Regions from separate parts of the Anas platyrhynchos genome. Here region 2 is linked to region 1. Evidence: chromatin contacts called from public Hi-C data. All regions are on one chromosome and are shown on one strand. The core of a region is the stretch at or near the end of the contact, and the rest is flanking DNA. Distances in the headings are between cores, read along the strand shown.

The links. A called contact is a pair of places that touch in the nucleus more often than the background predicts.
Region 2: a Hi-C map of skeletal muscle shows a contact between it and region 1, with 3 times the contacts expected there. The contact joins two enhancer-like sites. A contact is called at or near these places in 5 of 8 Hi-C or Micro-C datasets (F5 follicle, liver, skeletal muscle and 1 more).

Annotation. Positions count from the first base shown.
Region 1 is chr2:47,981,983-47,987,512 of IASCAAS_PekinDuck_T2T, forward strand. PCMTD1 (protein-L-isoaspartate (D-aspartate) O-methyltransferase domain containing 1) reads right to left here. Exons shown (of 7, transcript XM_038174321.2): 2 at 2,929-3,036. Among named protein-coding and RNA genes, the nearest start is that of PCMTD1, 14 kb to the right of the region's middle. Within about 2 kb of position 3,584, at least 2 of the 8 cell types and tissues checked have an H3K27ac peak or open chromatin away from gene starts, as enhancers often do.
Region 2 is chr2:48,015,446-48,021,363 of IASCAAS_PekinDuck_T2T, forward strand. No RefSeq gene overlaps it. Among named protein-coding and RNA genes, the nearest start is that of PCMTD1, 19 kb to the left of the region's middle. Within about 2 kb of position 3,661, at least 1 of the 8 cell types and tissues checked has an H3K27ac peak or open chromatin away from gene starts, as enhancers often do.

The DNA.
Region 1 (5,530 bases), core at 2,334-4,833:
ATACTTTAAATGAAAACCTTCTTACACTAATGAATCCTCTTCCATGTAACAGGTCTGTATCAAAACTGTACTCATAAGCCTTTCCATGAAGACTAATGGAAATCTCCATAAATTATGACCAACTTCTAATTCTGTGTGTTCCCCAGCCACCAGTGCACAAGATCTGTGCATCCTGGAGCGCTAAGAGGATCAGAATAGTGAAGCTCTGCAAAGGAGAGCTAAACCTAAGAAGGCACTGCTTGAAGCCATTCACTGTAGATTCTGAAGGAAATGAGACTTACAAACTCATATAAAATCCAGAAGTAAACCCACACTTACTAGCCTGAGGATTGGAATTTTATTTCAAGTAGCGTTACTTGGTGAGGAAAGGGAAAAATAACTCAAAGTTTAACAGGAGAAGGAAAAATACCACATGGAACTGTTTCAGCTGAAAGATTACATATCCAAGATACAAACATCCACTTGTAGGATGCACAAATGCACTCCCAACCTGCTCACTGGCCAGGCAGTGAGAGAAGTAGGTAAGACCTTGATCCTGTCTAAGCAGCTCAACATAAGGCAAATCATCAGTTGTATCGACAATATCTTCATTACAACCCCCCCACAAAACAGCAAATGAGCTACTACTATGAAGAAAATTAACTGTGCCCCAGCCAAAACCAGTATAACAAGTGAAAGTCTAGTGACAAAAACAGTTTTGCCTTCCCTTTACTCTAAAAGCACTGTAATTGTCTTGACAGATACGTTTAGAAAGAATTTTAAATAGAAAGTAAATGTTAAGAATCAAGTTTTTGAAGATTAATGCAGCTACTTCATAGGTTTGAAAAAGAAATACCACTCCCAGCCCTACCTGCAGAATGCATTCACTACCTCAAGCCAGCAGGTGGAGAACTTCACTAACTATTTATACTCCACTGGTGAGCAGGCAATCTGAAACTTCTGAAGGAAAAAGCCTGTTCTTTCAACTTAAAGCTTTACAGAGTTTCTATCAGTGTCCTCAGTTTCACTGCAAACTGTTTCCATGTAAATAATATTTTCCAATTTCAAGATAGTCACTGAACTAAAATAGAACTTATTTAGGTATTTTCTGATTTAATGGTCTTGGGATTATTTGATACCTGAAGTTAGTTAATAAAGTATCACCAGAATTTCTGCTGATGATACCCACAAACAAACACTCTAAGTTAAAGAAAACAAAGTAGACCTTTTCATGAAAAATAACTTCCTGTGCTGTAGAGAAATATTCTGTCAAGGCATAACATACTTCCTTCTAATGCTTTTATGTAAGCTTTTGCCTTTGTGAAGGTAAAATTAACTTGCTTCTAACATAGACAAGAAATGTGTGAGGTCAGATAAACTTTCTATAATTTTACATATACAAATGAAGCCACCCCACAAGCTATTTTAGTAGAGGCTAAAGGAAAAAGGCAAGTCAGTCCAAGGTTCCTTGTGACTGCTGACCCAGGACCAAAATAAGCACAGCATAACATGCAATGATAAAAACATTCTACATAGCTGCACTCCACAAAGCTTACAGAAAGCATACTGTGAAGCTCAGCAATCCAAAACTGCAACACCTGCAGAGACAGAGCTTAAGGATCGTTCTAATGACTGTTTTACAAAGAGTTACAGAAATTACAGAAGAAAGGTGCATAACATTAACAAAATGCAGCCACTGTCTAAGCCCCTGGAATACAGTAGCCAACTGAACTTGTAGTTTAGGAATTTGAATTACAATGAAGTCTTAATAAAAAGTTCATGCACTGATAAAAACCAATTAGAATGTTTCTCATTCTACACTACTTATGAATGTATTTTTATAAATTGGAACAATTTTGAATTTTCTTCTCATATCCACAAATAAAAATATCACAACTTTCAATTTCGGTAAAACGCCACACAACTGTAACACCCCACCTCTGACCTGTATCTGACCTAACTTAAGGAATTACAGTAAAAATTGGTTATCATAAAGAGCTTAGGTTGAGTCTTTTTTTTTTTTAAATGTATTGTCTCATTAAATAAACAGGTTCTTGGGCTATGAGAACCTAAGAAGTGTTAACAAGTTGAGTGTATTTTAATTCTTAAACTTCTTATAATCCACAAACTCGTCTGAAAGGTTAGTAACTGCACATTTAGTCGAGTTGTTTGGCAGCTCTCAAATGGACACTAGCTTCTGAAATGTGCAAAATTTGTTTTGTTGTTGTTTTGTTTTTTGCTTCTGAAGTTAATTCCTCACATCAGTAAGGACTACATGCTTTACTTAAAACAGACTGGATACCACAATAATATCGGCATATCCTTACCCCATAGAGGCGACTTCCTTAAAATATGAATTATTTTAGCCTACCATTTTGACTCTTGTCTTGCTTCAAAAGATGAAAAACAGTATGAGCAGCATAACAGATGTGATGAAAAGTATTTTAAAAAGTCTGCTCCTCAGAACCAATGCATTCTGAGAAAGTCCTATTTACATTAGCATATCATCCCTGACAATCCCACACATATCGAATTCAGACTGTGGCGCATTCCTCGCAAGTCACAGCGGGTATGCAAAGTTGCTTGGTGAACCTTCCCCCTTCCTGGGGGGAGCAGCATACAGAGAGAAGAAAAGGTGACAGTAAGCCACAAAAGTATTCATAAAAGTAGACACAGGAACCAGCTGTTGAGTTTACTTAACGAGGAATGTTCTATGACTGTCAATAGGAAGGAATTAACCACACATGATGTAACAGTCTGAAAAAAAAAAGTCTGTTTTACAATTTCAGCTCACTCAGTTTCAGTTGTTAGACCTACTTCTGTTAGAGTAAGCTTCTGCCACTCCTACAGCTGTAATGAACTTGAGATCGTATTTCACCTGTTCTCGTCCCACCCAGTGACTCCTAAAACCAAAGAACCCCATTTTTTGTTCAGCTTTCCATTTCTTACCAAGTATTGTGAAAGTGCCACAGAAAGAAGAAATTCAACTCCCAACTGCAGAGCTAAATCTAAGGCTTCAGCAGAACTTCACGAATACACAGAATGGTTGATTACTATCTGAAAGGAAAGGAGAAATAACATTACTTTTGCCATGCAAAGACTGGAGACAGACAAAACATGAACTGTGGACTGGAGGTGACTGTAATAGGTGACTTCAAAAACAAGAACAAACTGTGGGACACAGGTATTTCAGACTGAATTCTTCACACACATTTTTGAAATATTTATACATATGCCTTGTTGCTGAACTATAATAAAATGAAAAAAAAAAAAAATAGATGTTCTAGGAAGAGTAACTGCTACTTGAACTGCCTTCTCTTCCACAGCTATTTGTTTTCTCATTCCAAATAATTTAGAAAGGAAGGAAACAGTTGTTTTCAGGGTATACTACCATAGTTCCTGGTGAATTAAGGGGAATTCTATTGGAAATACCATCATTTATTTATTTTAAGCCTATTAAATTTGTCTCACTGAAAAAACATTCACTCCTAACCTACTGTTTAGTCGATCGTTTCAACAAGCTTTTCAAGCTAAACAGAAACAAGTACAGTCAGTCCTCCAATTTAATACGCTCCACACAAAGCACACTTCAAGGTTCTTTGCAATATAGCAATGGAACAAGGAACAGACCACAGGATTAAAGTTAAGCCAAATGAATGTAAACAGATACAACTACTGACTTAACCTGAATTGCATTGACCTACTTGGGCAGAAAATGTTTGTCAAGTCTGCTGTGAGTTTAAACACTGATCCTCCTGCTAAGGCCTTCAACAGATGTTTACACAAGGCTCCAGGTGTGCCCTTGCTCTCATTGTCTTCCTCCATCTCCAGCCACCTGAACACACCACATGCCACGGACAGTACCACGCTTCTCTTGGAAGATGCACTGAGGCTTACAGCTCCACAAGTTTATAAACAGTGACAGACAACACTACAGGTCTCATTATAAAGTTACCTTTATAATTACACAAGGTTTTATACTTTTTAAATCAACCCTGCTGAATCTCTAGTTGTCCTCTTAGCTTTTTTCTTTGTTTTTATTTTCAGTTCCTGCAATATTTTTTTTTTTTAAACAGAAAATGTATTTTTGTTAGTTGTCCACCTAGATTTTTTCCCCTTCTTTCTTAGGACTGGAATATATTCGTTTTTCAGTAAGTTTTCTTCTATACTGGGATTTTTTTCCCCATCTGAAATGTTATCTACCCTCTTCACACAACGACAAAGCCTGAATGCCAAAATAAGCATTTTTTATATACCAGTTCTGTTTTCAAGTATGCCAATAAAGAATTTAAAATTCATTACTTCATATAACAAATGAAAACCCCACATTATTTCCTGAATGGGGCTTTTAATGTGCAGTTTACTACCACATCCTGACTCAGTTCTCACCACTGCTTAAAAAAATCAGCAAAAAGCACTGCTTGCAAAGATGAACCAGCACAGGATTTTTAAGATTCTTCTTCAAACTCATTTCCCCACCTGTGGCACCACACACTTGCATTCCCACTTCGAAACACGTACACAAGGTCAGTGTTTTCACCAGTTAGCCAACAATGCAGGTTGCAGTACTGGGCTGAAACACTGCAAGTCAGTTTCTGAAATCTGAAGTTGTAGATCTCTAACAAAATAGTACTAAAGTAGCTCTATGTCCTCAGATAGGAAGACCTCAACAGTCCTGTCTTATCCGGGGCTATGCTTATGATCCTCCAATAGTTGTCATTATGGTCACCACAGACCCAGCTTCAGTGTTCACATGCTAGAATATCCCCTGGGCCACCAGCTGACCTTTCTTAATTATCTCCTGCAGAAACACCCTGTTGAGAGACAGGAAAGCTGTCTCACTACCCTGTTGTAGTGAGTGATTAATTGCTAGGAAAAACCATCCATCATTTGCAAACTGTTTTTCCTTTCCACCTCTCTCCTCAGATGTATGCCATCTCTGGTTTCCACCTAACTGCATTTTGGATCTCGTCATTCATGTTACAAAAAAGCTTAAAACTGAAAGCAAGCACAGTTTAGCAACTGAACACTTCCAACACGATTTAGTAGTATCCCATTTCACTGAAAGTTCTAGTTTAGCCAGTAGTTGCTGTAAAATTTCAATCAGTTATTGCTTCAGCCCCTAGAATCAGGTCTTCCTCATATAGTGAAGCATAAGATGAATAAGAAAATAAGTGCTCTGAGAAATCAATTTTCAAAGCAGTAAGATGCTGTAAGGTAGTACTATAGTTACACTATTTTAGTTCTTTTGGTTTTCTGTATGTCAGTCCTTTAAGTCTATAAAACTAAAAAGTTATTCAAAATTATTTTCCCAATTTCAGAGAGCACTTATCTGCTAGGAGGAAGTATCTTAATACCTGAGGAAAATTATAAGGACTGATGCCTATGGTAGCATATGACACAACTGGAATAGTGATACTTTACAATTGTTGGCAACGTTACTTCAGTACCAGCAATGGACCAGAGCAGCATGATGTGCTTTTTTCACAACCTGTGGTGGTAAGCAGCATGTCAATAAGACATAGTTGTCAGTCTGTTGCTTATCATCGTC
Region 2 (5,918 bases), core at 2,411-4,910, 34 kb after region 1:
TAAAGGACTTGTTTACAAGTGATGCAGAGATATCTCTCCCTTGATCATACCAAGTGTCTCTTTTCCTCTGTCCTCTTACTTAGACAGCTGCCATTGACCCACGGTTCCTCTTGTTAGCACCAACACTAGAAGCAGCATGTTTTCCATATGAGGGTTAGGATAAATGCTTCATCATTCTTTTGTCTAGGCCTTCCTATAGTTTGGGATGACTCTTAGCAACTCCCCTCTAGCTCTTGCCTATCACAAAGAAGCAACAGTGTTAAAAAAAAAAAAAAAAAAAAAGTCTTCCCCCCCAAGAAAAATACATTCATAAATAACCTGATAATTACATGTTAACAATAACTATTCATAACTTTTGTTGAAGGCCGATCTTTGGCTACAAAGCAATTTTTTTTTTCACTAATTTTCTTACTAGTTAATATATGGATGCAAATTTATCTCATCCATAATTAGCTTCTATGTATAATTGCTGCAAAAGTTTTTACTTAAGAAGCATGGCATGAGGCAAATTAACCTTTTTGAATGGCAAATGGGTTGCATGGTGTTTGTGATTTGCAGTTGACGTTTTTTGAGGGAAAAAAAAAAAAAAGTGCCAAAAAAGGAGTAGGAAATATAAGGTATTTTTAAGGCCTCCTGCCACTTCTTCCTTGCAATGTGAAGCACAAGTTCTGTTTTCTATTTTGTTTTCAGAGCTCAGTTTAAGCACCTGCAGAAAATTTTGTACTGAGACAGCATGGCCCGTTTCCAATAATTGGGCTTTGAACTGAGCTCTCACTCTCTTAACTTACTGGCTTGGTGGACAGAAGTTACTAAACATTAGTCAGCTTAAAGCCAAAGCACTTTTTCATTTGCTTAGATGGTGCTGAAAGTTAATTTTAGGCTTAGTTGGACAAACGACTTTTCCCACCTAAGACTGACAAAATGTTTTACTGAGTTTTGAAATGGGCAGAAGGAAAGCACAACCAAAAGTGTTTGTGTGCCACTTCCATACATGTCTCTGGGCATTTATCTTTTTATTGGAAAAACATTTTTCCTATGGTCTTCTAAAGCAAAAGGAAATAGTATTTTAATTTTAGGACTGGACTTAAATTCAAACATTGTACTTCCCAATGTGAGGTAGATTTCCAATATACACATTATTATAAGCTACTAATTTACTGCTCCGGTATTCAGGTAAGGAAACAAAACCACACTGTATAAACAGGCAAGTGAGTGCATATTTCCAAGTAATAACATTTTGTAAGTCACCTTGGAAATCACCCAAAGGAATTGTAATATCTAACCAATGGATTTAAGTCACTGTACATCCTTGCATTATAAACAAATAACAATTATGATATGTTCACCTTCTAAGATCTAAAGTTAGATACTCATCTATGAACTTGAAGAGCTGGAATGCTTTGTATAATAAAAATATCATTGGTTGTTATATTCTTTACATCCTTATTATATATGGAATGGAGATATATATACATGGAAATTCGTGTCGAGAAAATAGTTGATATTAATAAAGAAGGGGGAGATTTGAGAGTGTGACCATGGGGGCGGCAAGACCCGTGGTTAATGATAACATCAGACTCTTAACGATGAGGCCATCAGGAATGTAAAAGAGTTTAGAGGGAACAAAGAAGGGGGATTCAGGAGACTCCATGCAGTCTCGGGTTGCTTGCTCTCCACCCGTTAAGGCATGGAAGTTTCTGGGTGTTTGCTGTTGCTGTTATATGGGACCAAATTGAGGTCAAGGTGTGGGACTCTGCTACTAAAAACCACAAGGTTGCGGTGGGACTGCTCAGCACCTGGCGAGCAATCTCTGAGGCCTTAAAGAGCCCTGTGGGACCACAGTCAGAAACGTGTGGTTTGCCAGACAGCGAGGGAGCTGCGGGCTCCTTTACTGATCCTTCTGCTACGCCATGGGCCCCTCTGCTGCTACAGCCATCGAAGGCTTTTGCTGTTACACCCCCTGCTGACCTGGACGTGCCTTTTGACCCAGGCCTATTGGCCTTGAAAAGGAGATGGATATGCTTTTCTTCCATCTGGGAAGAACGGGATACAGAAGGCCCGAAGGCCGAGTTGCTTGACAACTTAAAGCCAGACATATTGTTCAAAAGGAATGGAAAATGGAGACAGTTAAGTCATGGGACTTAAAGGATTGTTTGTTTCCTTTTCTGATTGTACATATGTGCAGGTTTAGTATGTAAAAGCAATGTTCTATATAATTAGAAATTTTGATGTTCATGTGTTCATGTTGGTGGAGCATAGACTCCCCACACACCCAGCACTGTTTACTTGCCTTTTATACATTTTATAAATATTACTAAATTCAGATTGAGTTGAGACTTCATTTATAACATTGTGTAAAAAATGCAGTCCACTGAAGTAAGTAATCATAATTCTCACTGTTTGATGTCTCATCTGTATTTTATTTTTTTGCTTTCTTGCATAACAACAGTTTTGTCAGCAACCTCATTGATAATTGAATATTATTTTGGGAAGAAATATTTTATTTTATGCAGTTTATTCAATAAGCTTTGTTTTAGCATGTTTCAGAAATACTCAGTTGTTTCTAAATTTTATCTGATGGGTTGAACTAAAAAGTTTCTTCTCCTTCATTTTTTTTTTTTTTCAAAGAGAACATTTTACTAAAATTAACTGTAGGTCACAGTTAAAAAGTATGTATTAGATTATTTGGTAACACAGTTATGCACTGAGGCATTAGTGTATGAACTCTTCTATTGTAGTGCTTTGTCTGAGGAACCTGCTTCTAACTAAAAAACCCCCAGTACAGAAATGCAACTGATACCAAGTAGTGAGAAATTATGTGATAGAAAAACATTTGTAAGAGAACTTCTTTTCAAATCTAAAGATGAAAAGGCAAGCTGAGACAATTTCCTCCTCTAAATAATTAATAATATTATTATTATATCCAGGATCTGTGTAAAAGGCTGAAGGCCTGTAAAAGGAATGCAAGATTTATTTTTCTATTGCTGTTTATTTAAAATATGTACTGCCAGCTCTGGCTGATCTTCTTGACTAGCCAGGTTCAAAGGCTGCCTCCTCAGCTGATGGAGTTCAGTTCTACTTCATGCTAATAAAGCAAAATCCACAGAGACAAGGTGAGAATGTGGCTCACTAAGGAGAAAAGGGCTGCAGTGTTGTCAGCTAAGCAGCAGGAAAGAAGAAAACAAAAACTATCCCATGAATAGGTTAAAAATAAGCATGCTCTTAGTTTCTGCTCAGTTTCAGTTGCTGAGAAGGGAAAATAAGGTTTCAGTTCTAATCACTAAGTTTCACCTCTTGTTTACAAGTGAAAACTAACTCGTTTATTGTTTTTCCCAGTGAAAGAGCTACTAGAATGAATGAGCACTTGAGAAATATCTGTTAGAACCTGTGCTGGGGAAATTTCAGTTTCAATTAAGCTTTTGTTTAGCTTTCTAAAACATGCAATGTCCTCAGAAGGTCAGAAAAATATCCCCTTCCTTTGCAATCGTTTCGCAATCTGTATTTTCTTGAGGCGTGCAATGCCCTCTGCTGGTGCGCAGATTTTATATCAAGTTAGAATACAGGAAACACGGCGAAGTTAGATGCAAAGTTGACAGCTGGGAACGCATCTTCTCTTGTTCTGTGATTTATACCTCAGTGACAGAGCTTTGCTAGCTATGTGCAGCCTGTGTAACCCTTGTGGCAAATGGCTGGGAGTAACAGTGAGGTTTTATTCAGAGCATCTTTAAAGAGGCACAAAGCCATTCCAGCCTTGCCATGGACTATCTGTGCTGCCTTGGGAACATGTAAAACTCCTGTCAGTGCTGAAGAAGAATTAAAATCAGAATTATGCTATCATAAGACTAGAAAGAAATCACAGGCCTCATTAAGAATTTAAGGCTCACATTTCACAAAGAATAATCAGATGACAAAAAAAAAAAAAAAAAAAAAAAAAAAAGGATTTCTCCTGCTAATGTACATCAGTTGCCTATGGCCTATGTCTAGCATTTTTTCAGAGCTCATCTAAGCCTTCATCCTGGCAATTGAACAGCTCTGTTGCTGCTGGACATAAGGAATTTTTATTTTTTATTTATTAAACCTTGTTAACACTTCGTATACCAATACATTTATATAAAAAGAGCTGCTGTGAATCTGTCTCCATCTTTATTTAGCACATTCACAGAAACCCCACGGTGGAAACATTATATTTTATCCCAGCATATATTCATATGGGAAGAAGAATTTGCCTGGCAAGTGTTGGGAAGGTTTTCATTAGTATCTTTTATTTTTTGTAAAAGAAAGGATGAAAAAATGATTGAAAAAGTGCTGAATGAAGAATGGGCATAGACAACCTTCTTTCTCCACCCTTGCATCTCAATCCCATTTCCTTTGGAAAACTGGGAAGTGGAGCTAGTCAGGGAAAAGTAAAGAAAAAATATATATGAAGTGGGAATTGGAAATGGACTTCAAGTTGCAAGTAAAGATCTTGTCTCTGCCCATTTTAGTCCTGTGATGTTCCAAAAGACAAGGGCTCTCGATCAATATCAACGAGAAAGTAGGGATATACTGGACAGATACATTATTAAATTTCCTTGGCCCCCTTAAAAACAAAACAAAACAAAACAAAAAAACTATTTATATATAGCTTTATAAATCTACTGGCTTTTTAACAAAGAAGTCACTTGCCTATGTTAAAGACCATCAGTCTTAAAACATTCTAACCTTCACGCCCAAGACAAGACACAAAGTATAAACCAGACATAAAAAGAAAAGAAAAAGAAAATATTACTTACAGGATTGTAGCAAAAGAGAAAGAGCTGATGCACAAGACTTTTTGAAAATTCAGAGACACTATTTTGTTTCACTTCAGCTGTATTTAAATACTACTGGTGCTGAAAGGTGTTGAGATTATCCAGCATAAACCGATCTAGACATTAAAGAAATTTTTTGCCTTTGGTCAGATTGCTTGTGACAGTGCTGTGTGTTGCAAAGGGCTGATTGTGAAATCAGGCGAACAACAATAATTCAGAAAGTTCATTTGAACATGACAGAGCTGACTGGAGGCTCATTATAAATACCAGCTTCATGTAAGGAAAAGCAGGGGGGAATTGACTTCAGTATCCCCAGCTGGTATTATTCCTGGGGGAGAGACATACACACATGCACACGTGGTCAAAATAAATAAATAAAATGCTTGTGAAAGGTCAAATTTGTTTCCCCTACAAACATTTTTTAAGTGAAAATGATTAAAACAAATAAAACATTCCAGTTGTTTCAGCTTCAACATCTATTTGACTGAAAACCATTCTACACATTCAAACAAAAATCTCATTTTAGGTTATGGCTGTTCTATTCTTGGGAATGACCTGTCCATGCCTTTAAGACCTCATATATTATTTATATGATTCATATAGAAGCATGTTTTGGCAGTTCACCTGGAATGTGCTAATTAGATGAGAAAGCTATTGTCCATTTTTAAGCGTTTGCCTGCACTAAAGTCTTAAGCCAGCTCTTTTCCAATTAGTGCAGATATCTTCCCCCACATAACATATCTTCACATATGCGTACAAGTTGTGGGTTTTGTTTGTTTCTTTCTTTTCTTTGGGGGACGCAAGTTCAGCCTGACTGCTCTCAACTGAGTAAAACCTGCATTGCCTTGAGGAAGAGGCTGAGACAATGTACCAGTTCAGAAATAATGCAAAGTAAGCATTCACCACCCCGAAGCTGCCACACATTCTCTACACACTGCAATTGGATAATTACTTCTCTTACTGAAGGTTAGCACAGTAACACTGGACTATGTTTTCTTCCTATTAGAAACATTCGGTACTTATGGAAATGTATATATAAACATCAAATAAAAAATGTAGTGAATGATCCTTCCAACGCAGTCTGAAACCATGAACACCAGATATCTGTAGGGATGAGACAAGAGGATC